Regions from separate parts of the Mus musculus genome. Here region 1 is linked to region 2. A link is a contact called in public Hi-C data. All regions are on one chromosome and are shown on one strand. Each heading gives the region's core, a stretch centred on a gene start, on an enhancer-like site or on the middle of the called end of the contact. The rest is flanking DNA. Distances are from core to core; before and after follow the strand shown. Region 1 holds the start of Nr0b1 (nuclear receptor subfamily 0, group B, member 1). Region 2 has its middle 9.8 kb from the start of Samt3.

Region 1 (5,432 bases), core at 1,071-3,570, 160 kb before region 2:
CATCTCCCTGCCCCTTCCCCCTACTTATACCCTTCTAACCTCACAAAATGTCCCTTCAATGTAAAGGCAGAAAAAAGGGCTCCAGTTTACATATCCCCTTACCTTATGCCTTTATGGTAAAAACCTATTTACATGTATATATATAATTTAAAACTCTGTGTATCTTTGTCCTGTATAAGGCTTTAGATATAAAGACAAAAGGATGCAAAAAGGTAATCAGGAAAGAGAGGCCACGTGTTTTACACACCTTGCATTGTACATGCGTGTGGGTGCATTACTATTTAAAAACATGCAATTTGGTGGGATTAAACTCCTTTTGAGAGAGAACTCTGGAAAAGAATAGAGGAACAATAGAGAGGGAGTGGACAAAGGGGGAGGGATGTGGGGGGGGGGCAAAGGATGTGAAACAGGGTCAAGGCAAGTGGCAAATTACTGAAAATACAGACTAATAAAGGCTGAGACCTTGGTCTCAACTTTGAATCACAACAGAGCAGGATTAATAGCATCGGCTGAAAGAGAAACTGTTTCTCAGATGACCTCAAAAATCACCTGAGCCACTTGTCTATTCAGACTTGCAGAATCTGGGCTGAGTTGAGCTAAAGACTCCCGAGGGGAGGAGCTTGGGAAAGCATAATACACACCCCACCCACCCCACCCCCCGCAGCACCCAACGGGATCTCCTTTTTAGTGGAAAACTTGGAAAATAGGGATGTAAGAAGAGCTGTGTGAAATGAGCAAAAACTTTTTAAAAGTTATGTTACTGGATTGAAAGGACAGCTAAAGAAGGAAGAGTTAGCCAGGTCCTATGAAGACAGAAACTTCTGTAGCAGCAGATAATAGAGAGCCAGGTACAAAGCTTACTGGTTCGTTCCCCACCCTCCCCCCAACCCCTGCCCCCCCCCCCCCCACACACACACACTATCACCACCAATCCAGTGCCAAGTTTCTGGCAGAAGCTCACCCATTTGACCACTTGACAGGGTATTCCTGATGTGTGCAGCAGATTTGCAGAGTCAGTCACAGTCAAGTGGGCTCCAAAACCCCTACTAAAAACTCATAAATGTCTGTAGTGGTGCTTTTCTGACCTGAAGAGACAGTGCACAAGGTTGACAATGCTTACCTGGGTTAAAGAGCACGGTCCCTTTCAGATAGGCATACTCTTTGGTGTCAATGTTCAGACTCCAGCACTTGAAAAAGAAACTCTTGATGGCCTGGACCGCAGCAGCTGGGAGCAAGTGCCCAGCCTCCGCGGACACCATCTGTGGCTGCTCTGTGGCCTGGGGCTCTGCAGGCTCTGGACCTTCGGTCTCCTGCCGCCTGGTGGTAAGCATTTCCTGCGTCGTGTTGGTCTCCGGGATCTCCATCATCTCGAAGTGCAGGTGATCTTGGGCCAACTCAAGCATGAGTAGGGGCGCCCAACAGCTCCGCACCAGCACCAGCTGCTGATCTAGGGGCAGGATCTGGAAGCAGGGCAAGTACTTGACAAAGCGCAGGGTCTTCAACAGGCCAGCGGACGCTGCCTCGCACACCACCTGTGGATCCTTGAGTGTGATCAGACGCTGCACACCAGGTGAGGCGTCCCACCAGGGAGCCCTCGGCTGCTCTTGCGGGGTCGCTGGTGTTTGGTCTGCGCTCACGGGCGTGCCAGAGGCAACGCTGATCTGCTGGGGCTGCTCTTCACCGCACACATAGCTGCGGTACAGGAACGCCATGGCCTGTGTGCTCTGCAGCCCCTCTGGGCCACCCACACTCTGGGTACAGTAGGACAGCTGCCACCACTCGCCTCTGCGATGTGCCTCGGGTGCTTCCCGAGACACGTGCGTTTGCTGAGCGCTAGTGAGCAAGCTGTATAAGATGCTGCCCTGCCTCGGGTGCTCTTCTCCGCAGAAGCAGCAGCGGTACAGGAGCGAGGGGGCCTGGCCAGCCGGCAGCCCCTCTCTGCCCACCAGGGGCTCTGCGCTGCCGCAGGCGCAGCCCCAGCAAGGTGCTCCGAATCGTGCCCTCGGCGCCTGGGTCGCCACGCTTGGCTGCCTGGCGTTGGTGAGCATAGAGTAGAGGATGCCACCCTGGCGCGGGTGATTCTCCCCACAAAAGCAGCAGCGGTACAAGAGGGACCTGGCTTGCCCGCCGGACAGTCTCTCCCCACCCAGGACGGGCTGAGCACCGCAGGCGCAACCCCAGCACTGAGCCCCCAAGCGCACCTCTCGCTCTTCCTGAGACGCGTGCTTCTGCTTCGCGCTCATCAGTAGATTGTAGAGGATGCTGCCCTGCCACGGGTGGTCCTCACCCGCCATGGCCTGAGGCTCCTGTAGCTCGTTCTGCCCAGTGGCCGCCGCTTGGGACTTATTTATACTGAATGCGCACGCAAGCGCGTCCGCCTCCTCCTCTTGGACAAGGGCGCAGAGGGGGACGCGCCTTTGTGCTTGAATGTGTGTGGCCATGACCTCGAAAGCTCAAAGGGGCAAACACTCCCTAGAAGCTGGAAATCCAAGGGAGAGTCTCAGCACTGGAACTAGCATACCACATACCACCTTTCCTTCTTCACTCCACCCCTCCTGCCTCTACCTGGGGAAGAGAAGAGCTAGCAGTGAACCCCAGGCAGCTAGTTAGGGCTCTGTTCCAACTCTTGCCATTAACTTAGACTCTGACCTCTAACTTATTTCCTTTATTGGGGAAAGAAATGCTTAAATGGCAAAAAGTCCATTTCTATGACAGCTTTATAAACTTTTGTAGAATAATCACAGTGTTTATAAGTTGCGTTTTGTATAATGTTAGAAGAGTGAGTTCTCATTTTCTAAGATTTGTAAAGTGTAGATCCCAGACCTGGAGGCAGAAATAAATGCCTTTTTTTCAGTGCTAGCCAAGCTATCTGAGTGTGAGTTTTAACGGAATTCACACCCAGGCTGCACAAATGCACCTTATATTTAAAAAAAACATTGGTGGGAGCTGGTCATAATAAATCTTTAATTTGATCATTCACCTACTGTGTCCTGGATGCTGGATCGAGGAGCTGGGGGCTGCAAACAACATGTACTTGTAGCTGACTTCTGGGAACAGACTAATCACAAGATTGTTACCGTGAGAACTTCTCATACTCGTGTAGAAGCAGGACACTGATAACTCTCCCTGTTCCCAACCATCATAGGATAGTAACGAATCCAAGAATCAGAAAGCCTAATTGCTGGCCTTCGTCACCGTCGCCTGGACAAGAGACCAGGGGGGGCTCTCTCTAGTCAACTATATGACTTTTGTACAGCTAGACAATTCTTACACCCACTAGCCTCATAACTTTAAGAGTGCAAGCCTTTGCTCTTACAGAACAGGGAAGGGGAATCAGAACACACGAATTGATATGCTCTCTCTCTCTCTCTCTCTCTCTCTCTCTCTCTCTTTCTCTCTCCTTCCCTTACTTCCTCCTTGCCCCTCTCTCTCTTTCTCCCTCTTCCTCTATCTCCCCTTTTCCAATTCTGTAGGAGCTACTGAAATGTAAGAAAATTGGGCACACCCTCAATTTTAAATTTTTTTTCTTATTTTCACAATTTCATATTTACCCTTTATTTACCATTTATTCCTGATAGTGTCCCTCCTATTTCCATAGGGGTTTTAAAATTATTTATTTGTTTATTTTTATTTTGTTTAATGTAGGTCTTGTTTGGGTAGCCATAGCTGTTATGTGTTCAAGATTGAAATGGTTGTGTCATGTCCAGAAGACAGAGTTTCATACCATACTTCCCCTTTTCCATCTCTTCTATAATGCACCCTAGGTCTTGGAAGATTGATATAGATATCCCCTGTAGGTCAGAGTACTTAACAGTTAATTTGTATTCTGCTTGTGCTGGCCTCTATGGCACAGAGGTTTAATTCCTTACCGTGGCATCAGATGAATGCCATTTAAATCCTGGTTCTGTTATTCTACAGTTCCGTGGCCTTGGGAAACGTGTTTCTTATTGTTGCTATAAAAAAATTACAAATGTAGTGGTTTATGACAACACAAATAATGTAAATTTATTATATGACTGTTTAAGAAGCCAGAAATCCAACGTGAATTCTATCAGACTAAAATTAGAGTACCATTCCTGTCAGGTAGTTCTAAGGAAGCATCTATTTCCTTGCCTGTTCTGGCTTCTAGAAACTACCTGCATTCCTTGGCTCTTGGACACATCAGTCTAACTTTTGTCTCCATCTCCTTCTCTAATTTTAAACGCAGGTTTGGGAATGTGTTAGGTCCTAGATAGTCCAGAATGATATCAACATCTCAAATTTCCAACTCTAATTACATCTGCAAAACCTTTTTGCTCCATAAATAAATCTACACCTTCTTATGACTAGGACCTGCACTTCTGTGAGGGCACATTCTTCAACCATAGGAAAGTTATTTAATGTGTCTATTCCTCCTCCTCCTCCTTCTTCTTTTCTCCCCCCCCCTCTCTCTTGGTATGGAAAAAGAAGTGAACAGTGGTTTCTGGGATATAGTTCTTAAACACAAGTTAATTTGTTAAAATAGAAGAATATTAAACACAATTAGTTTTGGTTTTAGGACAAGGGATCAATTGAGGACCAAGAGGTAATACCCCATTCTCTGCTCAAGCATATGTCCTACTTATTCTGTATGTATGTTTCTAGATTCAGACTCCTCGATGGCTTGTATGATCTACAACAAGAATTCATATTGAAAGTGTTATCTCATTGTCCATTCCATTATTTGCTCTTTTAAATATTCATCTACTACATATATTAGGTTTGCTATTGTTGCTTAACAATCTTTCTTCTTAACCCACCTAGCCATCTAGCTGAAAAACAACCTACCCAAGTCCTGCACCTTAAGGTCATATTGGTAGTTGTAATTCTATCTTCTTCTCAGCCCCTGATGATACTTAACTAGTTATATGATAGTTATTATCTTCCCCAACCTGTATCAAAGTCTCTTAGGTTCAAGAAATCTATCACATTGTCCCTACCCATTGGCTCAGTGTTCCACATACAGTAGATCCTCAAAAAATATATTTATTGAGCAACTATACCTTTTAAAAGAAAGGAAAGGATCATCATCTGAGAACACAGAGGGCAACCATTCCTACACAGTTATTGTGGTGCTGACTCTTGAGGGAGGCAAGCTTAGCAAGCTTTGTTAGAGTCAGGGCTCTGTGTACAAACATTGTTACAATCCCTACAACAAAGCAACGGGAGAACTGGGTTAACAGTTAAAAGATTTGACCTTAAATTTGAGCTCATTTGTTCTAAAGATATAATAGGTACCAAATTGTTTTATTATTATTATTATTATTATTATTATTATTATTATTATTATTGATTAGAGTCATGATCTTCTTGTAACAATTTTATTAATGCAATTAATATATATTACTCTATGTATTCCCATATTACAGTCCATCCTCTCATCTCAATTCCATATGAGAAAGTGTGGGCAGTCA
Region 2 (5,856 bases), core at 549-3,048:
AAGATTTTTCTGAAAGGACCCTGATATAGCTGTCTCTTGTGAGGCTATGCCAGTGCCTGGCAAACACAGAAGTGGATGCTCACAGTAAGCTATTGGATGGAATACAGGGCCCCCAATGGAGGAGCTAGAGAAAGTACCCAAGGAGCTAAAGGGGTCTACAACCCTATTGGTGGAACAACAATATGAACTAACCAGTACCCCCAGAGCTCGTGTCTCTAGCTGCATATGTAGCAGAAGATGGCCTATTCGGCCATCATTACGAAGAGAAACCCCTTGCAAACTTTATATGCCTCAATACAGGGGAACACCAGGGCCAAGAAGTGGGAGTTGGTGGATGCGGGAGTGGGGAGGGGAGGGTATGGGGGAGTTTTGGGATAGCATTTGAAATGTAAAATAAGAAAATACCTAATTAAAAATAAATATATTAATCAATCAATCAATCAATCAGAATTTACATCAGTATACAATGCTCTTTCTCTTCTCTCCCAAAACCACTATCTTACTTTATCTCATTAATTGACTTTTAAGGAAATAAGGGAAGACCGTGGCTCTACTTTTTTCCCACCATCTTGCTAGCTAGTAGTGATGTTTGCTAAGGGAGATAGTGGGTTACCTTGTATTGTCTTAATTCCTCTAAGAAGCTGAGCTGTCCTCTATTTCTATGAATCAGAAATTCACCCATTAGCATCAGGAAGTGTGAAACTAGATTGATCATTTTAGGGAAACCAGGCTTAATTGTAGCTTTTATTATACATTATCAGTTATGTTGGAGTTCTCAAGTCAGAAATTACATTATCTCATTCAGTCAGTAGTCCGGTAACCATGATCTGGGCAAAGCATTAGAACAAATTTGATATGAGTTTGGAAAACACTGTCAGTTGACTACAGCTTGAAAATAAGTTCCCAGAGAAATTCTAGCAGAAGGTGGCCCATGCACAGCATATCACTCCAATAAGTTGTGTATAACTAACTTATTAGAGAAAACAGGTGTAAAGCAGGATTTGGTGTCAAAAGCCCTTGTGAGATAAAGACATCTACCTAGCAAATCTGAGGCTCCTCTGGGCGATGTGAGACTGGGTATCAACAAAACAAACATGAAAACCAGAAGGAGGCCAGTTACACAGTTCAAGTATGAAAATACTTACTGTGGAAGCATAAAGACCTGAGCATGCGTTTTACTTTGAGTTTAAGTTCCATTCAAACTCAGGAAAGACCTGTATTGCAAAATGTCCTCTGAACTGCGCGCACACACACACACACACACACACACACACACACACACACACACACACAAGCACACACAGGCATACACAACAACAATAATAAATTTAAAAACTCAGGCAGAAGTAAAGAAAAAAAGGAGAGTGGAAAGAAAGGAAGTAGGAAATAAATAAAATTATTTTATACTACAAAAATCACAGTTGTTTTAGGAATCTCCTCTTTTACTCAGAGTAGGTGATTCTATCTCACAATAGTCAGTTCTCTTTCAGAACCCTTCAACATTTGAAAATAAAGACATTCACATTGCACTTAAATCTTAGTCTGAGGCCAAAGTAGCTCTATGCTGAACTAAGTCCTGAGCTCCTTCACCTTGATGAGTAATTCAATGGTTTCTCTCATCACTTCCTATTCACCCTCTTTTCTTTTCTTTCTTCTGGTGACTATTCTCGGAATTCACTCCAGAAGTAAAAGCATACAGTCTTAGCTCCTGTTTGTGGGACACTGGCAAGATCTGGCCCTAAGGTCAGCACATTGAAGCACTGATTAGAATGATCCTAGGCAGCTCTTGCTACAGCTCCTCCTCTGGGAAGGCCTTGACAGCTTGGTGACCCTGTTGCTCTCCACAGACCCTCCTTCAGCTACCTCTTGTGGCAGCTGCCTGAACAAACATTACATCCTTAATGTTTGCTGCCGGATCCCAGCCAAGGAAGTCATAACAGGACAATAGACTCACTATCTGATAACCTTGTTAGCTCAAATCAAAGCTCCTAACAAATAGGAGATGTTATTGAAGTGGAATAAAACCATTGTGGTAGTTGCGTGTGTTGACGTGGCTTCTCAGTTATTTTTCCCTTTGGAAAAAAAAAGTAGCATTTCTTGTCCCTTTATTTAAGATTAAAACCAGGCACAAGGACATGAAACAAAATAACATGTACAAGGTTAAGGTTAACTTTAAAAGAATACAAATGGATAGTGATGTACAAAATTCATAATTTTCTTCTAATGGGAAAATAGCACAAAACTATTTGCTTTGTGCTGTGAAATCTCCGGGAAAATGTGGTAAATATGGAATAATCTTCTTTATCCTGAGAAAGTTGAGTGTGTGATTTAATTTGAGAAAACGATAACAAGTAATGAACTCATTTCAGACAGCAGGTCAAAGATGATCAAGGTCTTTCTATTTTCTGTTTTATTTACTTCACAGTACAGGGTATTATTTCAACACCGAGAGAATTTGCCAGGGTTGACTTTGGCCTCTTATTGTCTCCATCACATGTACTTCAAGCTTTAGAAAATATTTCAGCTGTTGAAAATATCACTTTAACCTTCTTATCTCCCTACTTTTACAAAAGACATTAACATCTGCTCAGAACTAGTGCTGGAAATGGAGTGTCTTCACAGAACTGCAATCCACTTCCTCCCTGCTTCAGCTCCCGAGCTGTGCCATTTAGGAAGTCTTGGAAGAACTAGCACTAACTTTGAAGTCATGACTTTGCAATGCTCTCTCCGTAACTCAGATAATGGGTCCCATGCCTCAATTTAGTCTTCAGCAACACATATCAAAATAATAAATTAATTTGTAAAATGTGTAGTTGGAGGCATTGGAAATGTCTCTTTTGTGTTTTATATCATTTTAGAGTTAAAACTTGTGAGACTTTCTGACTTGACATGGGCTCTGATTTATCTTTTACTCTTATGTTTCCTCAAAAGATTAATGAGTTATAAATGACCCTATACCTGCTTTCTTCTTTGAATGTGGTTAAGAAATATTGTGAACATTGTATTCAGCTACATTTCACTACTTTGCTGACTGGCAGTCAAAGTAACAATTTAGTTTGTGTGTACCTGTATTTGCAATATATACCTTTTCACAAATAAGTGCTTCTTTTGTAAGAGCTGGGAAGTTTCATTAATAAATCTGAACATGGCTTTTCTTTATTAGCCTATACTTATAAGGGATGATAAAAGTAGTTCTTTTCCAATGAAATATGACTTAGAATATTTAATAATAATAAAATTTCTGCATTTCTTATTCTCTACCTCTATAATGACTTGAAAGTGAGGGAAAAAACTCTTAGAAGTAAAATTTGGAGAATAAACTGCTCTCAGAACTCACAGATTATTAAATGAAAATCCCGGTGCCAAGTGCTCTATATCTCCTTAATAACTGATGATAATAGGGTTCTCTGTGGTCCCCCAAATTATACAGACATTGCCACTGCTGGTGGTTGCCCACCAGAACTAGATGGCAAGACCTTATCTCTGAAGACATCAAATGTTCTGATGAGAGGACATGAAGAAACTAATGTAGAACTGGACTGGAAATTTCCTACCTACTGGACAGCCCTAATTACACTGTAGGAGAAAGGCACCATCAAAGGTCTTACTCAGCCGCAGAGCCTGTGTGCAGCAATGACAACTAGTCACACAAGATGTTCCTACTGGAGCAATAGCACCTTCACAGTTAAGGAAGTATACAATTGCTTTCAGGTTGGGTCTGGGCCCACTCTATACCTGGTACTGTAAGCGAATTCAAAAGTCCATGGCTGAGAAGGTCATAGACCCTGGTATAGAAGCCACTTTTTTTTTTTACTTTTTTTAAAATTATTTTTTGGTAATTGGATATGATGTGGTCATCAAATTGCCTTCTAAATATTGTATTCATGTCCATAGAATACTGATGCTGTCAGTTTTGGTTAGAAAACCGCTTTTTGGAGAGGATTACTGAAGAAGTTCATAACTAACCAAAGTGCTGGGAATAAGTGATGGCTGAATCCCCTACTACAAATGGGACATCTATATGATCTCATCCAAAGTCCAGGGTAAAATTATAGAAGGTGCGTTATAAAGAATGTAGGAGCTGGGTCTCCTCCTCTGCTGGCTTAATCCTGCATGTCTTTTAGTTGCTTTCTCACCCAGTCCTGCACTGAACGTAATGGAAGAAGAAATCGTGGCACTCGTCATTGACAATGACTCTGACATGTGCAAAAGCTGGCTTTGCTGGTGACCATGCCCACAGAACCACCTTTCCTTCCATTATTAGTGCCCCTGACACCAGGAGCAACCCATCATCAGCAAAGAGTAATTCCGCTGTCCAGAGGCACTCTTTCAATCTTTGTTCCTAGGCATGGATTCCTGTGTCATCCATGAAACCACCTTTAACTACATCATGAAGTGTGATGTGGACACCTTCAAGAAACTTTATGTCATTCCAGTGCTGTCTGGTGCTAGCACCATGTATAAAGGCACTGCTGATAGGGTGCAGAAGGAGATCACAGCTCTAGAACCAGCACAATGAGGATTAAGATCATTCCTCACCCTGAGCACAGCTACTCGGTCTGGATTGGTGGCTCCATCCTGGACTCACTGTCTACCCTCCAGCATATGTGCAGTATGCAGGAGTATGAGGAGTTGGACCCCTCCATCATCCACCACAAATGCTTCTAGCTGGACTGACTACATGCCAGGGATCAGCTGCATGAGCTGATTCTGAAGTATCAATTTGCCCTGGCAAATGTACACACCTCATGCTAGCCTCATGAAACTGGAATAAATCTTTGAAAAGAAAATTGGCCTTGAAGTTTGTATCTGATACTATCACTATATCATAGAACTTATTGCTGATTTTTTGACCTTACATTCAAGTTAACTGTTCCCTAAGTATATATTTAATACCCTGTGCATATCTTAAATCAGTCTTTAGTCCATATGGCTTAGTCACTTGGACTGGGGAAAGCACACTGTGGAAGAGAAATACCTAGCATGGTGGATCTTTGTGAGTACCATGCAGTGATCTGTGCAGGGTATTAACCCACAGCTGTCTTCCACGAGTTCTCAAGGCTGGCAAGGGTTCCTGAAGGAGTTACCACTTTGTTCTTGCCTGTCTAACAGAGTGGGAAATTCTGAGCCTTAGGACCCAGTTTCCGGTTCGGGTTATTACCCTCCTGACCTCCATGGGTTATTACTTGCCCTGAGTTGGGAACGTTTGCATCGACACCTCTATATGTATTCATCCTTTTAATTTATGTAAGTTTTTTTTTCTACTTAATTCTTTAAGAAATAACAAATTTTCGTTTTCTACTGTTCCATGGAAACACTAGGCCCCAGAACGTGCCAGTATGTTAAAAAAAAAAAAAAGTGCTGCAGAAAAAAATAATGCAAGAATCCGAAGGGCAATGTGCTGGTTTGAATGAAAAATATCCTCTATAGGCTCAAGCATTTGAACACTTGGTCTCCAAGTTGATGTCACTTTGCAGGGTGGTTATAAGAAAGTATAGCCTTGTTAGAAAAGAGTACATTACTGCCAATGGGCTTTGAGGGTATATAGCCTTATCCTACTTCCAGTTTGATTTCTCTGATGCTTGCATTTCAAGATGTAGGCTTTCAGCTTCCTGTTCCTGCTGCGATGCCTGATGCTTGATTCTGTGCAAGTCATGGTATTTTATCAATGGTAAAATAACTAGTAGAGAGGAACTTGGAGAAAGCTAACTTCTAGACATGACATTGCCATTGTACCCAAGAAATCACAGTTCTATTTAACAGCTTTACATGGGGCTATCAACATCATGTCATAGAAGAGAGAGGACTCTTTATCACTCTCTGAGGACTTAAAAGGAGGGATAATTTTTTCTTCAA

Evidence for each region. A called contact is a pair of places that touch in the nucleus more often than the background predicts.
Region 1: a contact with region 2 is called in a Hi-C map of Sertoli cells, with 4 times the contacts expected there. The contact joins the promoter of Nr0b1 here to the enhancer-like site in region 2. A contact is called at or near these places in 1 of 39 promoter capture datasets (stem cell-derived epiblast-like cells), 1 of 484 Hi-C or Micro-C datasets (Sertoli cells) and 1 of 9 other capture datasets (adipose tissue).

Annotation. Positions count from the first base shown.
Region 1 is chrX:86,188,663-86,194,094 of GRCm38.p6, reverse strand. Nr0b1 (nuclear receptor subfamily 0, group B, member 1) reads right to left here and starts at 2,320. Exons shown (of 2, transcript NM_007430.5): 1 at 1,121-2,320. The coding sequence starts at 2,294. RefSeq lists an enhancer at 2,429-2,455, promoters at 2,291-2,455, 2,291-5,257 and a cis regulatory region at 3,016-3,052.
Region 2 is chrX:86,031,468-86,037,323 of GRCm38.p6, reverse strand. No RefSeq gene overlaps it. Among named protein-coding and RNA genes, the nearest start is that of Samt3, 9.8 kb to the left of the region's middle. Within about 2 kb of position 1,798, at least 3 of the 459 cell types and tissues checked have an H3K27ac peak or open chromatin away from gene starts, as enhancers often do. A contact at or near this core is called in Sertoli cells, where this site is marked.